2 separate regions of the Mus musculus genome follow, and region 2 is linked to region 1. A link is a contact called in public Hi-C data. All regions are on one chromosome and are shown on one strand. Each heading gives the region's core, a stretch centred on a gene start, on an enhancer-like site or on the middle of the called end of the contact. The rest is flanking DNA. Distances are from core to core; before and after follow the strand shown.

Region 1 (6,257 bases), core at 2,907-5,406:
GAAAATTCTAATAAAATATTTGGAATTATGTTAAACTTTTTTTTACATATTTATTTGCTTATTTGAGGCAGGATATCACTATGTGGCTCAAGGAGGTCTTGGATTCAAACATTATTCACAGGTCCTGGGACTAAAGGTGTGACCTGCCAACACAGCTCCAGCGTTTGGGACACAGGGAAGTGATATGTAATTGGTGCTGCTCTGTAGTCTTGGTGGCAAAACAGAAAAAAAATATCTGGTTAATGTGTTTGAGTACTGCTATTAAAATCATTCAGCTCCAACTATCTTCTGCATTCTTGAGACTCCAAACTTACCTATGCAGGACATAAAACAAAATATCCTGTGTTTCTCTGCTAAAGGGTGGCCTGAGTGGGAAACGAGCATTGCCTCTATGGTTCTACACAGATTAAGTTATGGCCAAGAATGACCACAGGTTTCTCAGAGGAAAGGAGTGTGAGCACTTGCTTGATTTTCTTGCCTTAGACCTAAGTTGTTTATTATACATATGCATATATGGATCAATAAACAGCCAAGCCTATTGGCTAGCCCTACCTAAGCTATATATATATATATATATATATATATATATATATATATATATATGCCTTGCATATATGCACATATACACACACATACACACACACACACACACATACACACACACATAAGGAAGGGGGAGAAGAACAAAGATTCTCAAGTTCTTTTGGCTTATAATTATACTTTAATTCTAGAGATCATATTTTTATGGTCAAACTAATTCTTCCTGACATAATTAAGCCTGGGCTTGTATTCCATTTAAATTTTGTGAATTTTGTTCAGTAATTCTCCATAACTGTTATTTGTAGCTATGGAATTCTTATTATAAGCAGTGCAGTACATTATAAAGGCTTCAAGAGAAGTTGCCTTGAAGAGAAGTCACTGTTTAGCTGGAAGGAGACAGGTTAAAACCCATAAAATAACAGCCAGTAGAAGAGAATAATGTGTTAGTTATTTTACAAAATGTGATTGACATTTTAAAATAATGGTTATTTTTAATGACAATTTTTACATTGTGCCTTCTCACTTATTAAAAGTAAAATGTCCAAATCTGCCTTTTCTGAGTATAATATCACCCCCTCTTGTCCAGGCTGGCCTTAGATGTCTACCGTCCTGCCACCCAAGTAACTGGGATTAAATGTACAGGCCATGATACCTTGCATGGCTCTCAATGGCATCCAAATCCTCTTGCTAGCTATGAATATAACTTTACTTGGAAGCAGATTATTTATAGATATGTTTGATTTAATATGAGTTTATTTAAAAAGGGACCTCATGTAATCTGGCCAGTATCTTTACTTTTTTATTTTTAAGTTTTAGACAGGGTATCATTATGTACTCCTGGATGAGTGGGAAATTCAAGATCCATCGATCTCTGCCTCCAAGTGCTGGGATTCAAGGCATGCTCCACCACACTGACACGACCCGTTCATTGTTGTTTGTGTGCTTTAAATGTCTTAGCCAGGTTGTCCTGGTGCATGCTTTTTAGCTCTTATTTATGTTAGTACACGGTCGCTCTCTTCAGACACACCAAAAGAGGGCATCAGATCCCATTACAGATGGTTGCGAACCACCACGTGGTTGCTGGGAGTTGAACTCAGGACCTCTTGAAGAGCAGTCAGTGCTCTTAACCTCTGAGCCATCTCTCCAGCCCCATGACCAGTTTTTAAATCAATCCTTTTTCATTTTTCTTTTAATTTTGTGATTATATCAACATCATTTCTACCTTCTCGTTCCAAAATTTCCCATATTGCCCTCATTGCTCTCTTTTAATAATATGGCCTGTGAGGGGTGTGTGTGTGTGTGTGTGTGTGTGTGTGTGTGTGCGCGCGCGTGTGTGTGTACATATATTCCTAACTGTACCTCTGTTCTGACTGTATAATGATAACTTGTATGTAGGTTCTCAGGGCTGATGATTTGATACTGGATAACCAATTGGTGTGTTCTTCCCTGGAGAAGGCTACTTCTCCCACTCTCAGCACTCCTTAGTTCACTATAATTCTTCACAGGGTTGAGGCTCTATCCACCATGGCATTTCAGTGCTATCATCTTTGTGCAGCTCATCTTAGAGGATCATAATGGGACAGATGTTATGGGTGTAGCTTCTGACATTAGTAGGAGACATTACTTCACAGCAAACCCTATAGTCCTTTGGCTCTTAGTCTTTTCACCTTCTCCAGTGTTCCTTGAGTGGGGAAGTGTTTTGTAGATGTATTCACTGGGACTGGGCCCCACAGCTCTGCATTTTGATTGGCTATGGTTTTCTGTAACGGTCTCTGTGGCAAAGAGAAGTTTCCTGGTGAGAGGTGATGACTACACTTATGGTTGGGTACGAAACAGATATTTAAAATTTAGTTAAATATTATGCTGGTTGCTAAAAGTGGTGATTATAGATTCTTTCCCAATTCATGATTTCACTAGCCCCGAGGAGTTAAACAGGTTTCTAGTCCCAAGCCCCCAGTTTCCCTCTAGTTGAGCAAATCTTAAATCCAGTTAGAGAGGTGTTGGTTACTGCCAAAGCTCATGTTCCCCCACTGTACCCTTAGGGTTAGTGTACCATTGTTGCTTATAGAAATTATAGCTGGGTAGAACTTTTGGTTGCCTCCCTCCTTTGGAAACACCATGAAAGCTAGTTGTCAGGAATGGCACATTCAGGTCACTTTCTTATCCCTTTGTCTGAAGTAACTGCTATCTTCAGTAATAGAGATTGTTTTCCATTTTTGGGGGAACAACAAGGACAAGAGCGATAGTCTGTATGTGGGGGAAGTCTCTTGGACAACCCTATTCAATGACTCAAAAGAAGGCCTCTCATTACTGGTGTTGGGTTTTTCTTAGGTGATTTTTGGTTCTGGTAGAAAGCATTGTCAGCCCAGATGAGGAAATTTTATTTAAACTATATATGATATTATACATAGACTAACTGGTATTTTGGGGTTCTTTTAAGGTAGCTAATGGTATGATTCAGGCATCCTTACTGTTATCTTACTCTCTCCTTCTGTGTTTATGTGCCTTCTCTTCCCTAATAACAGCACACCCCTTTTCCCAATTATCCATCGTATCTCTTGTACCCTGCTATTTCCATCTGTATCACTTCCCCACACCCATCCCAGAAATGGTGTGCACTTGCATTTGTCAGTGTGGAACTTGGAGCCTCCAGTGAGAGCACATGACCTTAGTAGGGAGTTAATGTGGAGACAAACACAGAAAAAAAATGCCATGTGATCCAAGCAGCATAGACTGTATGCCAGGGACAATCAGAGATCTATGGCCATTGCTGAGATGTAGAAAGGAGCCCAGAGGGGTCTACCTAGAACATGGTGGACAGTCTCCAGGATTGTAAGAGGGTAAGTCCATGTGGTAGTGAATATGCTTGACCCAGGGAGCGGCACTACCAGGAGATGTGGCCATGCTGGAGTAGGTTGGCCTTGTTGGAGGAAGTGTGTCACTGTGGGGGTGCACAATGAGACCCTTCTGCTAGCCATGTGGGAGCTAGTCTTCTAGCAGCATTCAGATAAGGAATATAGAACTCTCAGCTCTTCCCTCTTCCTGCACCATGCCTGCCTGGACGCTGTGATGCTCCTGTCTTGATAATGATGGACTGAACCTCTGAACCTGTAAGCCAGCCCCAATTAAAGGTTGACCTTGTAAGAGTTGCCTTGGTCATGGAGTCTGTTCACAACAGTCAACCCTTAACTAAGATAGTCCACCTTTACTATTTTAGGTACAGTGCTAGGTGTGGCACTTCTTACCGAAGTCCTGGAAAGTGAAAGATGCTGTCCTCCCCCACGCCTTCTCCTTACCTCTGCCAGCCCACTGATCAGTTCTTCCCAAGTTCACGATATAAAGAGACCTCGTAAACATGCCAATTTTGGATGGAGTCTGAGATTCTAGGCTCTAAGGACGCAGCGGAGGATGATTTTGAACTTCTGTTCTCCCTTCCTCCACTCCAGTCTTCAAGCATACTAGGCAAGCACTCCTCCGTCTTTGCTGCGTCAGCAGCTCAGAGAGCCTGTGCTTCTTATGAGCTACTTTGTGATGCTGGGTTGCTGGTCCAAGAACTCTACTTGGACCAACAAGGGCTTGTTGGGGAGTTTGCTCCAATGCTAGCAAAGATGAAGCTGGAAGAGTTTCCCAGAGAAATGAAAATGTCCAGGGATCGGAAGTCGGAACAACTTCCTGCTGAGGCTATAGCTGTGTAGCAGTGTCTGATTAGAGCATCAGGCCTTCGGTTCCATCTCTACCATATCAACAGCGATGTAAATGGCTATCACTATAACAGTACGCTGATATTTTATGTGGCCGCCCCGCATTTTACCTTTCCAGTATTTTAGACAGAAAGATGAATAAGAACACCAGAACCAACGTGGTCTGTGTGTTCAGTCTAGGAAAACTGCTTTCCTCCTATCCTCTGGTAGGCTTTGCGGATCACGTGTTTCACTGGCAGGTGGCCGGTTTCTAGTTTTATTCAGGACATTCTGCAGCTGCAGTTTGGAGTAAAATTGTGCTCTGGGACAGGTGGTCCAAGCTACGTTTGCAGAAATGCTTATCTATCGTTCTCTTCATTTTAAACTCCGAGGAGGAAGCAAGAAACATGGCCGCTATAAAGACAGATTTCAACAGGCCTTCTAAATCCCCGGGACCTCTCCAAGGGCAAGGAAGCTAATCAGTGCCTGAGATGACAGATAGGATGTCGCGATGAAGGCCCTGGATTTTACAGTAAGTCACTGCCTGTACACCATGCCAGATTCCAACCTGACTTGCGTCACCGCAGTGTGGCTTTATGACAAGATTAGTTACCAAACACACTGAAAAGATAACCTTAGGAAACGGAGGGCATAAATAAGACAGAAGTTTGGAACCGCGGAAGTATTAAAAAAATCCAAACGAAGATCATCTCAAAGTCACTGTTCAAGGACAAAGCCGGGATTTGCGCCAACAAGCTTCGATGGAAGAATTTGATCCCTAGACTAGTCAGCCCTTAAGGCAAAGAAAACAACGCAGGAAGTTAGTGCTGGGCTTGGTCGGGATTCAAAAGCTGTAAACCCTGCGCTGCTCCGGGAAGCGCAGAGACCGGTCTGCAGCACTGAGGGCTCGGCCTCGGCGTGCACGGAGCCCGGCAGCCTCTGGCTGTGCAGGGCGAAGCGGGAGTCCGCGGGAGCGGTGACTCAGCGCTGAGTCAGGCGAGCGCTACGTGCCGGGAGACCGGCTGTCAGGAAGGGCGTCCCAGCGCCTCGGCCGCGGAGACCCCGGGGCCACTCACCCGCCGCACGCACGGGCCAGAGCGGGTGACGTCCAGGATCCGCAGCGGGGGTGGGGTGGGGGGTGGGGGTGGCCCCACGTGACCCCGTTTCCAGGGCTTAGGCTTTCGTCCCATGTATTTCCTCAGATAGGAGATTTCTCTTGCTCTGGCTTGTATTTGTTGTTGTTTGTTTGATTTTTTTTGGAGGGGGGGGTGTGGGTGGGTTTTGTCTGCTTGTTTGTTTTTTGCTTTTGTTTGGTTTTATTTTTTGTTTGCTTACGTTTAATTTTTTTAATAATCCGCACCCAATTTGAGAAATGACATTTTTAAATGAGACACAGGAAGAATGAGTAAATAAAACAAAAACACGCCTTGCAAGTGATGTGTCAAACCTTTGCACGACTTTGAGGTTAAATCATTGTGGCCTTAGTGGAATTGTAAAACATTAGGTATCCTTGGAAAAAGAGAGTTTAACTCGGTTTTGATGTTCAGTGTTAAAGGAAGCCAATCTTTGGTCTTTGTGCAATTGCCTTTCTCATAAAGGATTCTAAAAGCTGGAGGCATGTTTGATAGTAACAGAGAACCATGATGGTGTCCTGGGCATTCAGCCCTCTAGCATCCTGTTCGGATTTTTCCAACTGTACTGGTGATTGTGGCAATGCTATGTTGAGAGCCAATGGCAAGTGTTGCATTGTTCAGTGTAGCTGATCAATGAGATAATCCAGAGACAGGTCGAGGGACAGGGACCCCTTTGAGCTGAGTTTTAAGACAATCACACTAGGCCTTTAGAACCTGTGCCAACTGTTGCCAATTGTTTTCCAAGGTCCTAGAATTCTTATTGCTCCTGATGCCAGTGTGCATTTGAAACAGTGCATCGCATCACCATAGAACAGCCTTCTTTCTATTAGGAATGCTTTTCTTGCTTTTTACTAGGTTGAGACTGTCCCAAGACGTGCATGCTCTTTTTTTCTAGTTGTAAAAA
Region 2 (5,998 bases), core at 2,881-5,380, 370 kb before region 1:
TGTTGCTATTTTTGTGCTGTAATCAGATAAACAACTATTATTCTCATATATAAAATTGCATAATTTTATATAATTCAATTAAGTAGCAAATTCTCCTAGCTAAGAGAGGACATGTAATTTAAAAGTAGGTGGCTAGTTCTGCCCTGCATGAAACAACTGTTAGCTGGGATATTTTGTTCTGAGAATCAACAAAAAACCCTGAGCAACTAAACAGGGACCAAGAAAGGCAGAGAATGTGAGGGCTTGATTGTGGAACCAGACCCTAGAAGGTCTAGTCCCTGGTAACAGTTTCTGTACTACTTGACATGTGATATGCTGTTGATAGATTTTGCTTGTGGACAAGCAACTGCAAGTTAATACAGGTCCCTGAAGATTCTAGAATTAGGAAAAAAAGGTAAGAGGCCTTTCCGGGTGTCTAGGTAAAAGATATTGATGGTTTTAACCACAAGATTTGAGGTGGAACAAAAGGTTTGCAATATATCTTGAACATAAAGCTGGCAGCATTTGCCAGTGGATCAACTATGTGTGGGCAAACTCAGGAGAAGAAAAGCAATCCTGACTTGAATTTTGAGTCATTTAATCTTTGATTCTTTTCCCCTGGATATACAAATTACAAAATGACTTCTCCTTTAAGAACTCTACTTTATATAAGTGCCCTATTTTTATGTTGCTTCCTATCACTCTCCCTCTCTCTCTCTCTCTCTTTCTCTCTCTCTCATCTGTTCATGGAAACTTACAGATTATACCTGTTTTGTGAACTTTCCACCAGATGTTGAAATCCTTGTTCTTTCATTAAACTTCTCTGATTGACCAAAGACCAGACTATTTCCACATAGTTTAATCAGTTGGAAGAAAGTCCTAAAACCTCCCTAGCCCAGAGCAGACAGAACACTGTCTCCTCAGTACACTGCACTGAGCCTTTGTTAGAGAAATACAATGGCCTCAGGTGTAGTAATATCTTCTTCTACGAGTCTCTGTTCTATGTTCAAACTGTGTCTGTCATTGATATTTAGTGCCTATAGATCAGTGGCTGCTATGTGTTCAATAAATATTCTAAATGATACTATCCTTTTTATTCCAGTGTAGTCACTGTGTTTGGTAAGAATTTAATCACCTTTCACCAGTAACCAGTTCCTTTTCATTTCATATTTAAGGAACAACACAGTATTACTGAAATCCCCTTTCCTTTTCTCAGCAGAGCAGCCAGCTTTGTGTGTTGAAGTGCCGGCCTCTTTAGAACACTGGCTTTATCACTGTCTCTGTTGTGATGATGCCCACCTTTGTCATTCTGCCACCCAGATCATATAGCTATTTAGCCATTTCTATGCTAGAAACTGTGGGACAGGAGGAAAAACCCTTTGGTTTCAGAAACCGTTGACATTCTGCTGGAGTAATAAATGTAGAACTTTCATTTAGTTGACTTCAATATTGTTTTACGAGCCATGTTTAGCAACAGGAATTAATTTCCTTTGAGTATCACCATGGACTTTAATAAAGCACCAATGATTTATTTGCTTTGTGTCTAAGATTAACTGAGTTAAGAATGGAAAAATCCGATTAGATCCTGAGAGACTGGTCCTTTCCCCAATGCAGGATTATGTGCTAAAGTACATCTCCTGATCTTTGTTCTTTTTTAAGAACATTCTTCCTGTATTCATTTGGAGGACTTTACTCTAATGGAGTATTTCACTCCATGAAATTATGCCATGCATTGACTTTAGCTAGAGTCAAAACCTTTATGTTTGTTTTATCCTACACATTGAAGTTTGTTAACACAACATATTTCTTTAAATGGAGATTCTCTACTCCTGTAGAAGCTAAATCATAGCCATCTTGTTCTCTTTTACTGAAGAAACATTAACTATTATTTTTGGAATCATGCTATTTTGTTTGGACCGTGCCCGAACTATTGGTCATTTGTGACGTATACTTTATGGGTGAGAAATTAGAATGAACCTTCAACCAGTGGGCCAGCAGATCAGAGTTATTTTCCATTGTTTTCATGTCAAAAAGGCGAGTTCAAAGATTCGTGAGCCAGGAAGACATGAATAGTTTGAATAATGACATAGTGATTTTTATGTTCTTCAGTACCCTGAAGTTGTACATCTTGACTGGCTGAGATGCAACAGGTGAATTCTGTCTGTAGACCCCTATCTTAGAAGACAAGAAAGATGAGCTCACTAGACAATGTTTTAAAAGTTAAAACACATCTGTAAAAGTAACTAGGAGATAGTGTAACTTCAAAATATGGCAGGTCACTAGTGCTTTCAGCTGGGACACTGTCATCTTCTCCTTAATAACAGATGCATTTTATATAATTCTCAAAGAGCAGGTTAAATGATTCTGAAAAACTAAAATAGCTAACTTTGAAAGCAGAATAAATACTAATATTGGATGCACATATTTTTCTAATAACAGTCTGAAGTTAAGCAATTACTTAAATTATTAAGTAACTATTCTTCACTAGGGAGACTGGCTGAGTACCAATTTGCTCTTTAAAAATTTGCCGTGGCTCATCAATATCTCCAAGATGATTTCTAATACAGTATATGCTCCTTAATACAATGTATGCTTTGTCCCTCCACTGCCTTCCAGCCTCTCCTTCTTCCTGTTTTTAGTCCCTCCTCCTGGTCCAGCCTCACACCCCAGGTGTTTTTCCCTGAACTTGCTCTGTGGAGAGTCCTGGGCAGAAGTTACATCTTCTTTCTGTCTTTACTGATTTTCCTTCACGCATACTATAGCTCTTCTGCTGGGAGCTTGGCAATGCTGAGATAATGAATATCTTTATGACATTAGATCTCATGGAACACAGTTGGCTCACAGGCACTCCACCATCATGAGAAGATTATGGTTGGGCTGAGACAGTAACTCACAGGGACCAGAGTTCAATTCCCACTACCGTGGCAATAAGAGGATTAGTGTTTTCTTGTGGAAGTGGGTCAGATTTCCTGGAACTGGATCAGTTCCAGAAGAAGGCATTTGATATAGTGAGCCTACTTCCTCTCCTGAATTTCTCTTCTTCTCAAATCTGTCAACAGTTGTGCATGTGTTCTTGCTAAGATGGCTGGACATCTCCAAATTTCATTAGGTATGGCTGCATTGTCTTGCATTCTCTGGGTTCTTTAAGACACGGTTGATGTTTTACTTACATTTATAGTTGTATTTACTTGTACCTGGCTCTTCATCTAACATGTTCCACAGGGTTTGCCAGGTATGTAATTATAGGAATATTTTAGGTATTTATAGGATTTGCTAATATATTAATAAACTAATGGCATGATACTTCACAGATACACAGTAATCAATGTTATAATGACTAGTGTCCAATATTTTTTATTCTGAGTCTTCAGATCTCACATAAGGGAAGAGATCTGTGCCTATTGAGTTTTTGTCAGAAGTCTTTCTTATTCATTACTTTGAACTCCACTGCAATGAACCCAACTTAATAATTTAAGGTAAATTATGTGATATCATATAACTATGCTAATTACAGACGTACTATTTTGTGCATTTGTCTAAGTAGACAATTACTGTTATTCTGGGGACTCCTGGGAACATTTAAGAATCATTTATCGCTAGCGTGTATAACATGAATTCTTATCTCTGGGCAATGGAAACCTGAGGAAAGGGACTCATGAAAATGTTAAACACACACACACACACATACACACACACACACAAACTAATGCTGTAGGTGGTTGCATTTAAAAGCTTAGAGGATAAAATAACTGCTATGGAAATTCAGGCAATGACTCACTGAGACTGTTACAGAAGGACTAAAGAAGGAGAGGGATTCAAGGGGGATGTTAATACCGAAAAGGACAGGATCTCCAGAAACACAGTGATTTATGACAGCGTCTAGGTTTCCAGAGTAAGGAATATTCCCTTGGTCCCCACTTGTCCCTTTATTTTGTTCACTAATCACTCTTATCTGTCTCCTGCTTTGCACAGGGTCACAGGTCACACTGGCTAAGCTCTGGGAAAGGGTCCAGTAGGAAACATGTAAGGAACTTCCTGGCTGTAACAGAAGATCCCTGCAGTATGGAATTGCTTTGTTGCTTGGGCCTCCCATCTGTTTCCTTGTCCCTTCACCAACCCGGGGCTAAAGTGCATCTCCTGATTCGGGACTCCTTGGCCTTTGACCATTCCCAAAGCCTTCCACTGTGCTCTGGCCCTCCCCTTGTCTGTGCAGCGTCTCTGCCTTTGATCTCTGAATGCCTGGGATCTGTAAATTCTCATTTCTTCCAAGCCAAGATTCCAGGCTTGCTGGCCTCACTTCTGCTACCTGGCTTGTTATGTACTTGGATTATTCTGCATCTAGTGCTGGCCTTCTGTGTAGATTGCTATGTATCTAGTGCTGCCCTACAGCATGGATTACTCTATAGCAGCTGCTGGCCTACTGTATGGATTAATCTCTATCTAGTCCTGAGTTAGTGCACTGTTAATATTACCAACTATAAGACAAGATTTAAGTCTTCTGCCCAGATTCTGTTCTGTCCTGTCAATTGGATTGCTTGATATAGCAGATTCACTGTGGATACTGAAAATATCTGTAAGAATACAAGAGGGGGAAAAAGAAATGAGGTCAAACTGGATTGGGATAGAAGACCTTCAGGAAAAGTTCAAGTTTGTGTTTTATTCTTTAGATCAGTGATCCTCAAAGTGAGTAATTTGGATCCAAAAGTAAACAAGATGACTCTTAGGAAAATGGAAAGAAATTATTATAATGACAAAGTCTAGGTATTCAGTTTTTCCAAAAAAAATTCTCATTTAAATGCAAAGGAAGTGAACATGTATTTAAAAATATCAATATTTAAATTATGAGCTGACCCAGCTTACTCTTTATATCGGATGGTCACATGCTGAGTTTGGTCATAGGCTTCGAAAAGAGAGAGAATTCCATTACCTGGCATGCTTGACTGGAGCACCTTATTTGTTTGTCGAGCATGTTGGAGCAATTGCAATTTATGTGTGCTTAGCTTTGCAGGTCACGTTTCTAGCTGTATCTAAAACAACATTCAAAGAATAGACATGGACCTTATGAACATCTCCACCGAGAACCTAGAGTTGAAGCTACTGCTCAGAGCGTCACTGTGAGAGGCAGCTCATACTTCTACAGCCAGGACCAACTCTTCTAACCCAGCCTGAGCAAAGGGCAATGACATCCTAATGAGGTGCAGTAGAACCAGGAAGGCCAAGGACACTTAGATATTGATTTGTTCAAGCGTCTTTGACATAGGATCCCACATGAGTCATATTCTGCTTATAAACTGCCCATTTATATGCAAAGGTTATGTCAGTCTCACATTCAACCTTTAGAAGTCTACATTCACCATATGTATTCATCTATGTACGTATTATATCATCTACACAAACAATATCTGCACTTGACCAAATGATCAAACACATTTTAGTGACCATAGTTATTTTGTAGTTCCCTAATTAAAAATGTTTAGAGAGCACAAGTAATTCCAACAGTGGATGGTTTCAGTATGTGAGTGACAAGAGGGATTTAGAGTTTTCTGAAGTCTATTCTGATGAAAAAATATTATTTATTTAATGACTAGACTTTCACTTAAAGGCACAAGCTACCAAACTTTCTTGTGTAAATAGCTCAGGTCCGGTAGATACGTCCTCAACATACTGAGTATGATTTTGGGTGAATGAATTCACTTTTAGTTGCTAAGGAAAAAGGCAAACACACATACACACACACACACACACACACACACACACACACACACACACAAACACACACACACACTTCATATCTTTGTTTCTATCCCTAATAACAATAATAATATTTCTAAATTTTAAAGATTTAGAAATTCCCCTTCTTACCAGTGCTATAATGTGACTCAATCCCTTTTACAGTGACAATATTGCTTTACCAGTGTTTCCAATTACTTCCATTACAATTTTGTTTTATGTTTTTGAACATGGTAACTCAAAAGTTAATGAATAATAACACTATCTTGTCTGTAATGGTCATAATTTT

What was found. A called contact is a pair of places that touch in the nucleus more often than the background predicts.
Region 2: a Hi-C map of liver shows a contact between it and region 1, with 2.3 times the contacts expected there. The contact joins the enhancer-like site here to the promoter of 9330111N05Rik in region 1. A contact is called at or near these places in 1 of 39 promoter capture datasets (neutrophils), 3 of 484 Hi-C or Micro-C datasets (liver and nephron progenitors), 2 of 115 datasets of contacts at active chromatin or transcription factors (hepatocytes and stem cell-derived neural progenitor cells) and 1 of 9 other capture datasets (embryonic stem cells).

Annotation. Positions count from the first base shown.
Region 1 is chr13:80,961,973-80,968,229 of GRCm38.p6, reverse strand. It overlaps 9330111N05Rik (RIKEN cDNA 9330111N05 gene), which reads right to left and starts at 4,156. Exons shown (of 2, transcript NR_015587.3): 1 at 3,837-4,156.
Region 2 is chr13:81,330,278-81,336,275 of GRCm38.p6, reverse strand. All of the region lies in intron 83 of Adgrv1 (adhesion G protein-coupled receptor V1), which reads left to right. Among named protein-coding and RNA genes, the nearest start is that of Gm32639, 230 kb to the right of the region's middle. Within about 2 kb of position 4,130, at least 20 of the 459 cell types and tissues checked have an H3K27ac peak or open chromatin away from gene starts, as enhancers often do. A contact at or near this core is called in hepatocytes and liver, where this site is marked.